Linked DNA regions of Bos taurus: region 1 is linked to region 2. Evidence: chromatin contacts called from public Hi-C data. All regions are on one chromosome and are shown on one strand. The core of a region is the stretch at or near the end of the contact, and the rest is flanking DNA. Distances in the headings are between cores, read along the strand shown.

Evidence for each region. Hi-C and Micro-C count contacts between places; a contact is called where the count stands out from the background.
Region 1: a contact with region 2 is called in a Hi-C map of liver, with 4 times the contacts expected there. The contact joins two enhancer-like sites. A contact is called at or near these places in 2 of 11 Hi-C or Micro-C datasets (liver and skeletal muscle).

The regions. Positions count from the first base shown.
Region 1 is chr17:17,697,771-17,701,993 of ARS-UCD2.0, forward strand. All of the region lies in intron 1 of MAML3 (mastermind like transcriptional coactivator 3), which reads left to right. Among named protein-coding and RNA genes, the nearest start is that of MAML3, 140 kb to the left of the region's middle. Within about 2 kb of position 2,846, at least 5 of the 102 cell types and tissues checked have an H3K27ac peak or open chromatin away from gene starts, as enhancers often do. A contact at or near this core is called in liver, where this site is marked.
Region 2 is chr17:17,456,174-17,460,474 of ARS-UCD2.0, forward strand. The region is part of intron 5 of LOC107133280 (a long non-coding RNA gene); the gene reads left to right. Among named protein-coding and RNA genes, the nearest start is that of MAML3, 100 kb to the right of the region's middle. Within about 2 kb of position 2,793, at least 29 of the 102 cell types and tissues checked have an H3K27ac peak or open chromatin away from gene starts, as enhancers often do. A contact at or near this core is called in liver, where this site is marked.

The DNA of each region.
Region 1 (4,223 bases), core at 1,596-4,095, 240 kb after region 2:
CAGTCCTTTACTTAAATAGAGTATACCACACAAGAACAGAGGGAGAAGGTGATAACATAAGCTCGGAATATTTATACTAGTCATCCTGACCTGTGTTTGAACTAGGGTCATACATTCTCCTATTGAGCCAGCAGTGGCAGATGAAGACAGGGAGGGAAAGGTAGAAATTGATTAAAGTGCTTATTTAGTAGGTAGAGCCAGAAAGAGATGAGCATGTTTTATTGTCTGTTCTCAATTCCTTGAATCATACAAGGAAGAGACGAATTTCTCCTCTGACTGCGCCTCTTGTCTCATGGCTTCCTTCCTGGCCTACATGAATTTTGCTATTTCTAGAACCAAGTTAATCCATTGTCTTTTGCTAGGCATCTTATTGATCTTCTGTGTTATTAATATTCACTTTTGGCTGCCAGATTAGCTCTAACAAACCATTTATGTTTATTTTTAGTGCACTTAGAAAACTGGGATGTATTATCCAGATTGCATTCTGAATTGTGGCTACTAGGGACTTGAAGTGTCTCCTTTCTCCTCTTTCCCTTCTTTTTCCTCTTTTCCTAGGAATTTTATCCTAAATGGAAATGAAGGAAATCTACAATTATGAATAGGCTGATCCAATAGTGCTTTTTTTTTTTTTTTAAATCTCAGTATTTCTCTTCCCATAAAAACAATGTTCCTAGGCTAGCCCACTACAAAATAATTTTATCCATAGTGATTTTTTAAAAATTATTTATTTGTTTATTTTTGGTTGCACTGAGTCTTCATTATTGGATGTGGGCTTGTTCTAGCTGTGGCGAGTGGGGGCCACTCTCTAGTTGTATGCAGGCTTCTCACTGTGGTGGCTTCTCCTGTTGCAGAGCACGGGCTTTAGGGTGCTGGGCTTCGGAGCAGCTACGAGTGGTGGCCGCTCGTAGTCTTAGTTGCCCTGCAGCATGTGAAATCTTCCCAGACCAGAGATTAAATCCGTGTCCCCTGCATTAGCAGGCAGATTCTTAACCGCTGGACCACCAGGGAAGTCCATCCATAGTGATTTTTTTTTAATGCACTTTTGTAGCAAAAAGGAAGCAATTTTATTTCAAACATCATAAAATGTATTTACCCAGGTTTTAAACAGGTACCCCTCTCTCCTGCTCAGACTTGCTTGATAGAATCAGGGATACACTTTGGGTTACCCCAGGGCTATGGAAGCAGGGTAGTGTAGGATTAGATGAAGAACTTTGGAGCCAGACTGCTGAGGTTGGTACTCCATCTCTGACCCCTACTCTGGGCTCCTGGTAGGTAGGCTACTTACCTCTTCAATGACCCAGTTTCCACACCTCTAAAATGGGGATAATGATTGTAACTATCTCACAAGGTGTCCAGTACTTAGAAAAGTGCTAAATAAGTGTCTGCTCTCATTGTGATGGTGATGCAGATGGTGGAGATGGATCTAATAGGAGCAGTGGGGTTGAGGACAGGGCTCCAGCCAAACTAAATTAGGTAAAAGTCCTGGGATCAGTGGTTCCAGAAAGGAAGCATGTAATGTTAGGAGAGTTAAACTGGCCAACAAAGGGAAAGAAGAAAGACTGTCAGTGTAGTTGTGACCTGCAGTAGCATTAGGAAAAAAGGACTTAGAGAGGGAAGGAAATTCATGGGTCATTTTTAAAAAATGATTTAGGTAAATGACTTTGCTATTTTTCAGTTTTGAGACCAAGTCTAAGTCCTTGACGTGAAGTGAAGTGAAATGAAGTCACTGAGTCGGGTCTAACTCTTTTCGACCCCATGGCCTGTAGCCCACCAGGCTCCTCTGTCCATGGGATTTTCCAGGCAAGAGTACTGGAGTGGATTGCCATTTCTTAGCTACTTTAAATTTGAGTTTTCTTATTTTATAAACTGAAAATAATAGTGTTAACCTTGCAGAGCTATATAAAGTTTAGAATGATGTATCTGACATGCCTGGGACCTACAAGACCTATTCTTATGTAAAAGTTATCTTGTAAGGTACTTCTGGCAAAATCACTGTTTTGTTTTTTTTTTCAGCCCTAGTTCGTCTCTTTTATATCAGTAATCCATAGTCACTTTTGAAAAATAGAAAATTAAAAACAGTTAAGTCATTTGTCCAAGATCGCACAGCTACAAAATGGTTAAATTGGAATTTAAAGCTTGCAAGTGTAGCTCTAAAGCCCTTGCTCTAAACAGCACACAAATTTGTTAATCCCGATGGACACAGTATCACTGTTTCATTTCTTAGGACTCCTGGCACAGAAAAGAAACAGACTTCTGTTCTCCTCACCTTGTTTGTTTTGATCTCTATGTAACTGCTTGGGTACTGACAAAAAATGAAAAGGTGACCCACACCTTTGCTTTCCGTGCATCACATCTTGTCCAGGAAACCTCGTGTATCTGGCTTCGGTTTGTTTCACGGCACTGTGTTCCCTGCAATTTCTCCAAGGATGGAATTTTGCCTTGTCATCTGACCCAAGCCTAAACGTAGGGAAATTAATGAGAGTGAGCCAGTTTTTACAGGAAAGCTGACTCTAGTGAAACGTCTGTCCCCCCAGTCAGCTTTTTATTTGTATTTGATCTCCTCTGAGTGGTGTTTGGCCCTCCTCTGTGCAAGTTTTGCAGTTTCACTGTCCAACAAGCAGTATCTGGTAGGAGTTTTAATCAGAGCCTTCGCCCTTCTTTGTGCTCGAGTAAATCTGGTCAGCTTTCTTCATCGCCTCAGAAACAGGCCCCTACCCACTTCAGCATAGCTGCTCCATACCGGAAACCAAACACACAAACCTAAGCAAAGACTCCAATGCCAAGGCTTGTTTCTTTTCTCTTTATTCTGTGAAATATTTACACACCATTTACTCAATAGAAAACTGAAGCCATTATAAACAAACCCAGAAATAGGTGCTTTATAACCCCTGTGTGCGAGCTAGGTCGCTTCAGTCCTGTCCGACTCTTTGCGACTCCATGGACTGTAGCCCACCGGGCTCTTCTGTCCATGGGATACTCCAGACAAGCGTAGTGGAGTCGATGCCATTTCCTCCTCCAGGGGATCTTCCCCACCCAGGCATCAAACTTGCGTCTCTTATGTCTCCTGCATTATTAGCAGGTGATTTCTTTACCACTAGCTCCACTTTAGCAAAAACATTAAGTGGCCAAACACACAGACAAAAAAACAGCCACGAACAAGATTTCATTGTGCAGTTATTTTATGTGTACCTGGAAATGACGTTTTTAACAGCTCCTATTTCCTTCTATCCTTTCAGTTGTCTCCAAGTCTTCTCCCCACCCCCACTTAGCAAAAGATAAGGCTCCTGTTTACACGAGGGCATTTACATAGGCACGTCTTTCCTGGGGAAATATGGCAGCAGCTGAGACAGCACAGGCCTTGTTAATACTTAACATTGAATAAACAGGGCAGGTAATGACCACTGTGAATACTTCCCAATGCAGTACAGCAACACAGTTGACAAAGATCAGGAAGGAAAAAAAATGGCACTGCTTTTTTTTTTGCAGGGGGAAGAACTTTCTGAAATGAGACGTGAAAAAACAAGGGGCTGGCATACATCCTGTGTCTTACGGCCTTTGTCCCTGGGAGCACTGCCGAGCTCTCGCAGAGCTGCTGTTTAAGGATTTGCAGTCTCAGTACTGAGAAAGATGGGAACTTAGCGGCAGACTCTGTAGTACCAGGAAACCCTCTCTTTAAAGTACACAGACTTTTAATATTTCTCCAAGAAAATGAAGCAGTCAGATTAAGCTACCTCAGTATTATATTGCAGGCAGCCTTTTATGCCACCTTCACTGGGAACACTCCTAGCTGCCCATTGCACGCTGAAGCTGTGTGATGTGTCTTTTAGAGGACCTTGAAATATTTGCCGTAAAGGACTTTGGTACTTCCAAGAGTAACTCATGGGAAACACCTGTTATATTAGGTCGGGTTTTCTGAAAAGATGTGGAAGGGTCCAGTCTGTGTGCAGTAGAATGGTGAAGCTCTAAGATAGATTCAGGGCATCTCCAAGAAGCTTGCTTATCCTGTTGATCGTCTTCATAAGCGGGAACCGATCATCTGGGTGACCAAGGAGTTGCCCATCTTCCTATGCGAGAGATTTAAGAATCTTTTTGTTCATTCATTTGTTCTCATTCTTTCATCACTCTTGGATATTCCCTGAGCATCTGCTATGGATCAGGCCATTTTCCTTAGTGCTGGCAATGAAATAGTGAACAAAATATCATCCCTGCCTCAAAGAGCTTTA
Region 2 (4,301 bases), core at 1,543-4,042:
AAATAATATCTGCTGGTCACTTGAGATGTCCCAACGAGAGACGCTATGTGAACAGGCATGCTGTGTAGACAGTCTTGTGAAGCACGTACTTGTGAGTCCTTCCGTGTGTACAAATGAGGACCACGTGCCAGAGAGACGGGACTGAATATGACAACTTCTATATCTGACCAAGACAGTACTTTAGTTGCTGTATTCCATATCTAAATTTAAGCTGCAAATGAAAAAAAAAAAAAACAGATTTTACAACTCTAAATACACTCTCTACTACAGAGAACGGTGACTAAAGTGAAAGCAAAAATAACTGCTCACACCACGATTGAGAAAACCTAAATCTGAAAATAATCATTTTTATTTGTATGCAACCAAATAAGGATATTAGGGAAGCAGTGAGTCACCAGCATTCTAGCATTTACCAGATACCAACATGATGTGAGGGAATTCTTTAAGGTCAGATTTGCATATTCTAAAATTTACATTAAACCTTGCCCCTGATGTGTAACCTTAACCTCCCATCTGAAAAACGGGCCAGTCACAACTTTACAGAAGAGCTATGGTACAGCTCCCATGAATGATTTCGATACTTTCAAAACTTCAAACACATGGGAATAAGTCTTCACATCGGAAGAGTGCTTTAGGCTTTTAAAAGCACTTTTACCTGCATCATCTCATTTGATCACATTTGATTCTCACAACATCCTTGAGGCAAGGTGTTTGTAGGTGGATGGTTATCATAACAAAATATGGTTGAACTGGGGGTCTTTCTGTAGAGACAGGATGAATCACTACTGGGTACAAAAAAAAAAAAAAAAAACCAGGTGATAACTAAGAGATGGAGAGAATCTAAACTCCCTGTTAACATGTCACACAGCCTCAGTATGAACCAAAGTGGTTCAAGTGCCACAACTCAGCAGAAAGGTTTAAGAACTGCTTACAATCCCAGTGTGTTTTTGTCTTCTCTATGCTTTTAGAACACAGAGAATGCTCTGGGCTTTTGTTTTGAAACCTCTTCGGCTTGTTGCCTATTTGTCTACAGATTGTGAGATTAGTCTATTTGCTTTAAACAGATCGAACAACCTTTCAAATAAGCAGACTTCTATGATGGGTTGACTTATTTTGGATGTGCAAAGATGTTTACTGAGCTTCTCACCTGAGACTCGACAATCCTGTCTCAGCGTGTCACAGTTAAGAGTTGAAAGGGGAGTGCCGTCTGTTGTAGCGTGTTTTGCAAGATGGCAGAAGAAAAATGTCTCTGTTACAATATGATCAGCTATCTGCATCTCCCCAGGGATTTTTCATGAGCCTAAGAAGGAAATCTTAGTCAAGTTCCCAAGGGTAAACCATCTTTGTCAAGAGACCACTGAGAACAATTTCTAAAGATGGAAGACACTCCTTCTGTGTTCCCAGCATCTGGGTTAGCACTGGGGGTAGAATGGAGGGCTGCTTAAGCCTTGCATCTCAGAAAAAGCATCTTCTAGTGAATTGTGGATAATTGTATAGGTTTTACATAGTAACTTATCACAGCAAAAATAACAAAATTAAGGAATGAAGATAATGTCCATATTTCACCCCTCAACCCCTCCTTCGTTCTACAGAGGGAAACGGGTGAGAAGAGAATAAAAGGGCTGCCGCCAGTCAAGGAAGTTTACACTTAACCCACCCCTCTCCGGCCTGAGTGCACACAACTCACTGCCTGGGGGGCTGTCCAGGCAGAAAGGACAGGGTGAGAGTCAGGGGGTGCTGGGCATCAGGACAACCAGGGCTCAGGATACAAGCTTTCTGGTCCCGACTGCATCTCTAATCATTTTCATGACTTTGGACAAGGCATTCTGCCCGCTTCCTGTGTACAACTGAGGGGCTTGGTCTAAGTGTTCTCCAAGGCTCCTAACAGCTCCTTAAAATTAGTATCTTTTTGGTAAAGTGAGTGTAGGGAGGTTGTAAAATGAAGCATGATTATCCCTGTTGGCTGTAAAAGAATAGGCCCTTGAAGGCAGTGCGAAAACAATCCACAAGGAATCCTTGTGATGGGTTAGGCATCTATACAGAAACACAGAATTGTGTGTTCTGCATAACACCAGTGGAGACACATGAGGCCATGTAAAACGGGGCTCAGGTAAGAAAGCCCACATCTTAACGCAGAAAATCAGGCTTCTGAACCTAAGCTGTGCCCTAGCTTCCTTACAGTCTCTCCCCGTGATAATGTAGCACCTTGAGCGCACAATTAAATGTCAGCCACAGAAAACATTTGTTGTTCCAGAAGGGGATTTTTTTGTCCTCAATATAATGGATATGCAGAAACAATGATAGAACAGACATTTTTTTTCTAAAGCGATGACAAACACACTGCTGCTTCCTCCCTCCCTCCTTTCCTCTTATCCCCACCCCCCAAAATAAATCATTGTTTAAAAAAAATCCCATTGTCTATTGTCCACGGAGATCAAGATCTGCCTAGGAACCGTGCTGGCGGGCTCGAAGCTGCCGCGAGCAGCCGGTAGGTGGCGCACGAAGGCAGCGCAGGCGGGAGCTCGGGACCCATCCCGGCGGGGGCGGTGGGGTGCGGGGGAATCTCACCACCCCACGCCCGCCCGCCGCCGCCTTCCACCCCCTCCTCACGTGCTAATTGCTGAATACTCTACTGGGACTTGGGTTAAGGGGAAAGAAAGCGGGAATGGGAGGTGGGGGAGGGAGGTGGGGAATCCGGTTCCGAATACACAAAGCCTCCGGGGTCGGCGGCCGAGGAGCAGGGCGTCCCCTCCCTTCCCCCCATCACCCAGCACCGCCCGGCCGCACCCGGCCGGGGCTCCGGCCAGACGGGCAGACAGACCACTGGTGGTGGGAGGCGGGTGGTGCGGGGTGGGGATCGCCGGGGAGAGGGGTCGGGGGGTGTGATCTGGGTTTAGAGCCCCACGCCCGGGTCCTTGGCTCACGCCTAAGCCTGGATACCTCCCTCTCTAGCTCACCTATCCAGAGCACCCCAGTTGCTGTTCAGCCGAGCATGGGGCTGCCTTCCGACTCGGGCAAGGCCAAGGCCAGGACCCGCTGCGGGCACGGCCCCCAAGCAACAGGGTCCGGTGGGCCCCGGAGTAGCAGGCTCCCATGTGGCTGCCTGAGCCCGGCTGGCGCCATCCGCATGCATCCCTCAGGAGGACTGGCGACCCTGCCCCTCCCGGGTCAGCCCGCGCTGAAAGGGCCACGCGGTCGTCCACGACCCCCAACCTCTGTCTAGTAGAACATGGTGTTACATGCTTGATGGCCCTAAAGTCAGACGCCTGGGTTGAAATGTGAGCCTTGACACCTGGGGTCTTTTGATCTTGGGGATGTCCCTAAACCCCCCAATCCTCCTTCTCCCCAACTATTAAAAGTGGCAGTAAAAAATAAAATAAAAGTGGCAGTAATACTTACCTTACAATAACGATGTGAGGATTTTTAAAAAGTGATGCTTAACTTAGCAGGAGGCCAGCCTAGAGTAATTTATTAACAACCCGACTCTCCTTGGAGCTGGACGATGATGCACAATTTGTTGCCCCCTGAGACCCATCTGGCATCTTTGTCTCCTAGACTGAGGAGCAGGGGGCCAAGAGATGAGCCGAAGAACATCCTTAGACTGGGCACTCCTAACAGCAGATGCCATCAGTTTGTCCCTCTTCAGCCCTCTGCCTCCATCCGTCTTCCTGCCCCTGATGCTGGGCTGCGGCAGTGTGGGGCCCCTGTCCTCTCCTTCCTCTTTCCTGGGTATATGTTTCTCTTCTCAGTTGGAAAGGTCTCAGAGAGTGTATAGGGCTCTGGGGTCAGACACACTCAGATTGGAAAATTCTGAGCCCACGTCTCCTAGCTGGGACATTGGGTATGTCATTTAACCTCCCTGAGCTTCAGTTTGCAGCTTTATGAAATGGTGGTCATGATTCGTACCTAAGGGTTCCTCTGAAGATTAAAGGAGATAAAGTTTCTAAACAGCCAGGTATATACTATCTGTTCAGTCGATTTTTAAGTTTACAGTTGAAATTAGGTCAGATTATCTTGCAGATCACTGGAGTTTCTGCAGACAGCCACCAAAGTTGAACCCCAGAACTACTACCGTTGAGCGTCTCGTCTCCCTTCTGAGTCAGCAAGCTTTATTTGCCCTCCAGGAAGAGAGCAGAAATCCAGTGAGGCCACATTCTCTTCTCCCCAGAGCCTCACAAGCATAACTCAGACACTTAGATAGGCTTACTCAGTCTTTGGGGTCACCAAAGGCGCATTTTAGAGCAATACTCCATCTAGAAGTTTCTCTGGGGGTGGGCCTTGCTTTCAAGCTGCATCTAAGC